2 separate regions of the Sus scrofa genome follow, and region 1 is linked to region 2. Evidence: chromatin contacts called from public promoter capture Hi-C data. All regions are on one chromosome and are shown on one strand. The core of a region is the stretch at or near the end of the contact, and the rest is flanking DNA. Distances in the headings are between cores, read along the strand shown. Region 1 holds the start of PPP6R3 (serine/threonine-protein phosphatase 6 regulatory subunit 3). Region 2 overlaps PPP6R3 (serine/threonine-protein phosphatase 6 regulatory subunit 3).

Region 1 (3,886 bases), core at 687-3,186, 51 kb after region 2:
GGATGGCATTTTGTTAGCTATTCTAGACTCCCTGATCAGATATACTGAGATATAAAACAGCTTCCAAAGCACCCCTCCGGGAAAACAGTTATTGCCCAAACTATCGTCACTGAAGCACATACACAGTGAAGTTCAACACACAGGAACCTCCCGAGCCTCGGTAAGAACCAAGAGTACCCTGAGAAGCTCGGGAGCTATTGATTTGGGGGCCAATCACACTTCAGAAGTAGTATCCAAAAGTACAGCAGGAAGAGAATCCAACTGGAGCTCCTGGGGAGCTTTTCCCTATTTAACCATCTCTGAAACTAACCATTCTGAAGCACCAGGGCTCATTACTCCAGGAAACGTTTGCAACTTAACGAATCTTCAACCACTCCTCCCCTGAAAAAAATTACAATACACTTCCAGGTCACTGTCTCAGCCCAAATGACTCTAAATACACAGACCTTTCTAAAGACACTCGCCCAAAGCCAGGACTGAAAACACTCATTTACCTTCCTAATGGTATATAAATATTTAAAACATCAAACCTAATAATAGCCATTAATTTCTAAGCTGATTCTTCGTGCCAGGCACCATTTGTAGCTGCTTTACACGTATTAACTCATTTACTCCTGGCAAACTCAGGAGGCAGACACAGTTACAGAAGCAGCAGTGAAGAAAGTGATGAAGCCAAGATGTGAAACCAGGCAGTCTAACTCGAGAGCAAAGAGAGCGCAGGCACCAGCACCACTTAGGAGACTCCAGCGGCTGGAAACCTGGACTCGCTTTCCCACTGGCTGCCTACCTGCAACTTGACCTTGAGGACAAAACCCAAGTAAGCCTCCCGTTCACAAAATACGACAAGAGCCTCGTTAACAAGTGCGGCGAGGACGAAAGTGCCCCTCCCATAAAAGCAAAATATAAACAAAGCTCGACCCGACCCACGGAGAAAGTAAGAATCGAGAGCACTGCACGAAGCTCTGAGGCTGAGACGTCAGGACACACAGGGACCTCCAAGGACTCGCTCGGTCTACGCACAACCAAGGGTCCAAGTTGTGCCGAGAGCAGGCGGGACGGAGGAGGAAACCCCTCCAAGTTAACGGCGAGAGAGCTTCTTTAAGAGGGAGGTTCTTGCTGCCGAAAGAAGGACCACCCCCCAGCCCCCCGCAAGCTCATATTCGCCAGGGAGACCTTCGCGACCAGGTCTACGCTGGAGTCGCAGCACCGGAGTGGAAAAAAAATCGCTCGGAAGGAGATTTAAATACTCCGGGCCCGGCTCTGCGTATTCCGATGACTCTGCGGCGAAGGAGCAGAAACCCACAGAACTTGTTTCCCGGAGAGCGGAGTCCAACAATGGCCTTCGCGAGGCTCCGGCGAGCGGCCGCCTTAACTTGACACGCTCCGGGGCCCGCGCCCAGCGAAGTTCTCCGGGGCCGGCGGGCGGCGCTCGGGGCCGCCGGCCGGGGCGGAGCGGGCCCCGCCGGGCTAGGGGCGCGCCCGGTCGCCGCCGCGCCAGGCCGCGGACGTCCGCGCGGGCGCAAAGTTCGCCGCCGGGCCCTCGTCCCGCCTCGGCGCCCGGCCCGGCGCGGCCCCCGCGGCCCGCAGCGGGCGAGCCGGGCGGCTGACAGGCGCGGGCGGGGACGGCCCCGGAGCCGGGGCGCCGCGCCTCCCCGGCCGCGGAGCGGCGAATTCCGGGGGGGAGGGGAGGGGGCCGGGACGCTCCCTCCCCGCGCCGCCGAGGCCGGGCGGAGGGGCCGCCCCGCCGCCCGCGCGCCGCGCACCCCGCGCGACGGCCCGCTCCGCCGCCCCCTCCCCCTCATTACCTGGAGGTGCCCGCGACTCGCCGCTAGTTGCGCTCAGGCGGGAAACGCGCTCACCGACACCATCAGCGAAGCGCCCAAAATGGCGGACGTATCAAGCAGGCCTTGAGTTCCCCCCGCCCTCCCTCCGGCCGCCTCACGGCCAATCATGGCCCTGGCCCCGCCCCCAGTCCCGCGCTCATTGGCCTCCCTCTCCCGCCCCCTGTAACCTATTGGATCACCCTGCGGCCCCGTTGCACGCACGCCGATTGGCTGGCAGACCTCGTCAGTCAAGCGAGAGGGGCTCATCCTTTTCCCATGGACTTGACGGTTCCGGAACCTCTAGGACCCGGGAGTCTGGAGAAACAAATCAGAAACCGAGAGAAACCTGGCTGGGTCCCCCTACGCCGTAGCAACAGCAGGGCCTCCGCTTGACCGACGCTTCGGACCACCAATCCGATAGCCAATGCTTTTTAAAACTAAAATGAGCCAAACCAATCATGGCCATAGAGATGGGAACTGCAAGGGAACCAATGGGGTACCAAGACCGGAGGGCGGGCAGGCGGGCCCGAGGGCCTGAAGGAAACCGGTGATGACGTGAGCCACAATGTGTTTCGGCGGCGGAAATTAGCCAGGGTTGGGGAATTAGCTCAAGTGGTAGAGCGCTCGCTTAGCATGTGAGAGGTAGCGGGATCGATGCCCGCATTCTCCACTGTAGACTTTTAGAAGGGGGGTGTGGGACTTTCCTGGTCAAAGTCACGCTCCTTTCCCTGGGTGCCCGCACTGGGAGTCTATCAGAGTGAAGGTGGGGAGTCCCATACAGCTTACGCCGACTCCCCAGCCTCCGCGAGGGACCAGATTGCGGGAAGATAGGAGTCCTCGTTTTGCCTTGCGGAAGGATTGACACGCGAGCTTCTCCCAAAATTCTCCTCTGGCGCCCTGCCACTCCCCGCCCTCCCCGAGACAGCCCACTCAGCCATCTCCCCCCGCCCCCTGCTCCTAAAGAGAGCCACCCCAGAGAGAGCCGACGCTTGGAGATGCGGCCTCCTTCCTAAAAGCCGGCAAAACGCCGTGTATGGTCACGTGTAAATCAACTGCATGCGGTGGGGGGAGGCTTGCGGGGCCCGCTGCGGGGGAGAGAGTGCTAGGGGCACTAGTGCTCGTGGGCAGCCCTAGTGTGCACTTAGTCTATGCCCAGCCTGCGGGGGTGCGTGGGGAGCAGAGGGTCCCGGCTCTGACGTCAGACTCCTCCAGTCACAGAGTGGTGGGGTCTTCCTGAGCCGGAGGCAATCCGACCCTCAGGACAGCGAGAGCAGAGCTCTGCGCTAACTCCCGGAGACCTGAGACCCCAAGGTGGGGCCTTGGAACAGGTTGGGTTGTTCTGAGAGAGACACGGGGCGGGAGAGGAAGTGTCCGAAGTGACCGGGTCTCCGGGCCTTGAGACCAGTGCCACCCTGCCTAGGGGGAAATCACCAGCACCGGTGCTCAGGGGAGAGTCAGAATGAGGGCTCGGGGCAGGGAGGTCTGCCTGCCAGCAGGTCTCTCCCGTGACACTGGCTTGGGCAGAGATGGCCTCTCAGGCCCAAGGAGGGGAGGCAGGGAGTTCCTGTTGTAGCTCAGGGGCCTAAGAATCCGACTAGGATGCATGACACTGGTTCTATTCCTGGCCTCACTCAGTGGGTTAAGGATCTGGTGTGGCTGTGGCTGTGGCATACACTGGCAGCCCCTTGTCTGGAAACTTCCACATGCTGTAGGTGAGGCCCTAAAAAGACTAAAAATAGGGAGGGGAGACAGGCTCCCTGTGGGGCTTCCCCAGAGGACCTCCCAGGCCTGAGACATGTGACAGAGCTTGGCCACTGGGGGTAGCGGATGGCCACACCAGCAGTTTTGGCCACTGGGCTGCCTTCCAGACGCAGTTCTCTGCACCCCACTTGCCCAGGCCGGAGGCTCCCTCCACCCCACCGACTCAGGTTCTCTGAGCGCCGAAGCCAAAGGCAGAGAAAATGGGAGCCCAGCTGGAATTGGGTGGACAGGCCCCTCCCCCAGCTCACTCCTTCCGCAGAGCCTGTGGCTAGAGGCAGAAGTTCTGGAAGGAGTTCGTTGCT
Region 2 (3,656 bases), core at 17-2,516:
CCCCCTGCTTTCATCAAATAAACATCATTTTCTCCTCAAATCTTATTAGGACGATTAAGCCCTAAAGAGACCCAGATTCCAATGCCAGCTCCACAAGCGCCTGGCCCTGGGGCCTCAGGAAAACCACTCCCCTCTCAAAGCCTCATTATCCTCACCAAGCAAACTGCCTGTGAGGAACTGAGAGGAGGCCAGGGATCAGCTGGAATGCACAGGCCCTCAACAACCGGGAGCCCCGGGGCAGTCGGCACACTCACCTCGGAAATCAGTGAGCTTTACGCCAGCACTTCCCACGCTCTCGTGGGCAGGGAAACGGCGAGGGGTCTTACGAAAACAGTTTCTGGGCATTTCGCATGGCGCGATGGGTTAAGAATCCAACTGCAGCGGCTCAGCTTGCAGTGGCTGGGGCTGCAGATGTGGCTCGGATCTGGCGTTGGCTGTGGCTGCGGCTGGTGGCAACAGCTCCAATTCGACCCCTAGCCTGGAACCTCCATATGCCGTGGGAGTGGCCCTAAAAAGCAAAAAAAAAAAAAAAATCCAAAAAATATCATGAAGAAGGAAAAAAAGCCTAAGCCACTCAAACATGCTGGGAAACATTTATGTTTGATGAATGTCAAAAACAAAAACTAAGCTCCCCACTCATCCTGGAGGTAACTGAGTCTTCATGGACGCCATTTAAATGCAAAACAACTTGCTTATTCTACAAGCAGCAGGCACATGTACCCCACACCTCTGCCTGGGAACAGGATGCACGGAACTAACTGAGCTGCTGAAAGGCTGCTCTTACTGGCTCACCTACTACTGCCAGTGTCCAGACACCTGGAGTCCCAGGACCCCTGGGCTTGGATTCAGGTATGCAGGACACCTGGGTGGCATCTGGCAAGACCAAAACGGGAGCCTGTTGGGCTCTAGAAGGGTTGGTGGTTGCTTACTCTGTACACTGAAAGCCACACGCCACTAGGAAGGGGACCGCGAGGAAAGTATCTCTACACAGGAGAATGCAGTCACTCTGCTCTGGGTTAAGCGAACAATAAACTCTTCCCCTAACAGCAGAGCTCAATGCCCAGGCAAACGTAATTTTCACACCGAGAGGCGGAAGAGGCAGAAACGTGGAAAGCAGAGGAGGACGGAGAGTTGGCCTCAGAAGGCAGCTCTCTTTAAGGGCTAAGGGAAAGGCTCACGAAGGACCAGAAAGTCTACCCAGAGCGGCGTCTCCGCTTTTAGCAAAGGAATCCGTTCCACACCATCGCCCCCCACCCCCAACCCAAAGGCCAGACCATTCGAGTCAGTGAGCACAGTGTCTGTCGGAGACAACGGGTTTCTCTAGAGGCAAGGGCAATACAAACGCAGAGCCAGTCTCACTGTATTTGCTCTGCAACTGCTTCGTCCACAGAACAAATCAAAAGCAGTCAGGTTTCTACCATCCAGCTGTTCCGGACTCTTTCCCAATTTTAATTTGTAAATTCTTTGAAATTTCAGCTTTCCTTTGAGAGTAGTAAACAGGGAGCCGAAACCATTTAATACGCACCGCATTGAGGAGCACAGAGTAACATGATAAATGGGGCCACCTCCTTCCAGGGTGCATGCAACACAACTGGGAAAATACAGAAAATGAAAGGCATTAACTCCAAGCTTGTCGTGTAGAGAGGGAGCTCAAGGAAGGGGAGCCTGGCAAAAAGGCTTCATTATAGACAAGGCCTAAGCTGGGCCTTATGAGATTGGTAGGGTTGAGCCAGGGATCCAGAAGCAAAAACTACTTCGCCAGGAGAACTACACCTGCAAGCACTGAAGAACACGGTAGAGCCAGGAGCTCTGGAGATTCAGAGACGGGAGAGGGTCCTGTTGGCGAGAAGAAAGAGCCTTTCAGAAGGCACTGAGAAAGGCTTAGGCAACACAAGGCCAGGTCTAAAAGAGCCATGTGTGAATACACGGCAGAGCGGTGCAGGCTTGCTGCAGAAGCAAAGAAGGAGCCAGTGTTTTTAGAGATAAAGGTACATTAAACAGCTATATCCAAGATTAAAGAGTACAGAGAAACAAAGCATTCTGAATCGAAGTCGGAAACAGCAGAGGAGAGGAAACTTAAGCTGTGGCAAGTACATTTTCAACAGACGCTGTAGGCCGACAAAGGCCGAGAGAGGGAAGTCCGGCCATGTATTTGTTTTTTCTTTCTTTTTCAGAGAAGCTGAGAAAAGACGAAATCACTAATACACGCAACAGAATCTGCCATGACTTGCAGATGACTGATGGTGGTAAAACTGCGTGTAGAAGGGAAAAAAAGGCTTCACTGGACAAATTCACAAAACTAGTGAATAGGCGAAGTATTTAAAGCTTATGGTTATTCTCTCTGTTTTCGTCAGCAGGTACTTGGCTTTTTCGTTTTGTTTTGCTTTAGGTTTTGATCCCTCATTAGCCACTGGACCGGCAATGTCAGCAGTGAACTTCACCTGCTCAGCCATCTCTGTCTCCTGACTTGTCCTACCAAACTGCAGCTTAATGGCTTAGCAGGGGTCAAGTTTTTAGCTATTTTTTTGGAGCTTAGGGCCAAAAATTCTGCAGTTTTTCAGAATGAGAAACACAGCCCTCAACCACTGCTATGGAACAGGAATGGCTGTGGACATTCACCTTTGCTGAAGCGCTATCTGAAGTTAAAATACGAAGTGAAACTCCCATTCCCATACAAAGTGCAGTCAATGTATTTCCAAACTAGAGTTAAACACGTTTTTCAGGAATGCCGAGTGTGAAGTGCAAGTCCCCTTAGTGATCAAGGGAATGAAGGCTTTCCCCCGACCTCAGCTGGAGAGGACTAACCCGCAATGCAGGGCGTGCGGAAGGGAAGAAAGACTCCAGCGGATTCCAGAAGAGCCTCGCGCCCACCAAGAGATAGATGAACACGCTCAACTGAAACCATGTGTGTCTGTGGGCTGAGGACAGAACGTGGCGGTACCTGTGTGTATAAAGACACTTTCGAAGACGAAACATGTAAAACCTTACCACAGCTCGGCACTGGGAAGATCAGACGACATTTGCAAACAGATTTTTTTTTTGGTCTTTTTAGAACCACAGCCACGGCATGTGGGGTCCAATTGGAGCTGCAGTCGCCGGCCTACACCACAGCCACAGCCACAGCAATGCAGGATCTGAGCTACATCTGCAACCTACACAATTCATGGCAATGCCGGATCCTTAACCCATTGATTGAGGCCTGGGATCGAACCTGTGTACTCACTGATGCCAGTCAGATTCATTTCTGCTGAGCCAAGACAGGAACTCGGCAAAGAGATTTTTTTTTTTTTAAATGCGAGTTGCAATGTTTATTTCAGGTTCTCTCATTTTTTATCTCAGGTTCTCTCTTTTCTCTTTTGTTTTTTGTGTTTTTTGTTTGTTTGTTTTTTTGCCACACAGGCAGTATGTGGGAATTCCTGGGCCAGGGAATGAACCTATGCCACACAGCAGCAACCAGAGCCACAGTGGTGAGAACACAGGAGCCTCAAACCACTAGGCCATCAGAGAACTCTCCACAAATAGATTTTTAATGAGAGGGAGATTCTAACTTTAAATACCACTTAGATGAAATGTTATCCCCCTAGAAAAAGAATTCCATTCTTCTCATTAGTAGATCTGTATGACAGAAAACTGAACACAAGTATTTCCATACTTTG

The links. Promoter capture Hi-C pulls out the DNA fragments that hold promoters and counts their contacts.
Region 1: a contact with region 2 is called in a promoter capture Hi-C map of liver, with 4 times the contacts expected there. The contact joins the promoter of PPP6R3 here to the enhancer-like site in region 2. A contact is called at or near these places in 1 of 5 promoter capture datasets (liver), 8 of 47 Hi-C or Micro-C datasets (embryonic fibroblasts, fetal heart ventricle, heart right ventricle and 2 more) and 1 of 2 datasets of contacts at active chromatin or transcription factors (skeletal muscle).

The regions. Positions count from the first base shown.
Region 1 is chr2:4,521,485-4,525,370 of Sscrofa11.1, forward strand. It overlaps PPP6R3 (serine/threonine-protein phosphatase 6 regulatory subunit 3), which reads right to left and starts at 1,937. Exons shown (of 26, transcript XM_021082696.1): 1 at 1,806-1,937. TRNAA-AGC (a tRNA gene) reads left to right here and starts at 2,421; the gene lies at 2,421-2,493.
Region 2 is chr2:4,471,390-4,475,045 of Sscrofa11.1, forward strand. It overlaps PPP6R3 (serine/threonine-protein phosphatase 6 regulatory subunit 3), which reads right to left. Exons shown (of 26, transcript XM_021082696.1): 3 at 1,526-1,591. The coding sequence starts at 1,582. Among named protein-coding and RNA genes, the nearest start is that of PPP6R3, 50 kb to the right of the region's middle. Within about 2 kb of position 1,267, at least 5 of the 83 cell types and tissues checked have an H3K27ac peak or open chromatin away from gene starts, as enhancers often do. A contact at or near this core is called in liver, where this site is marked.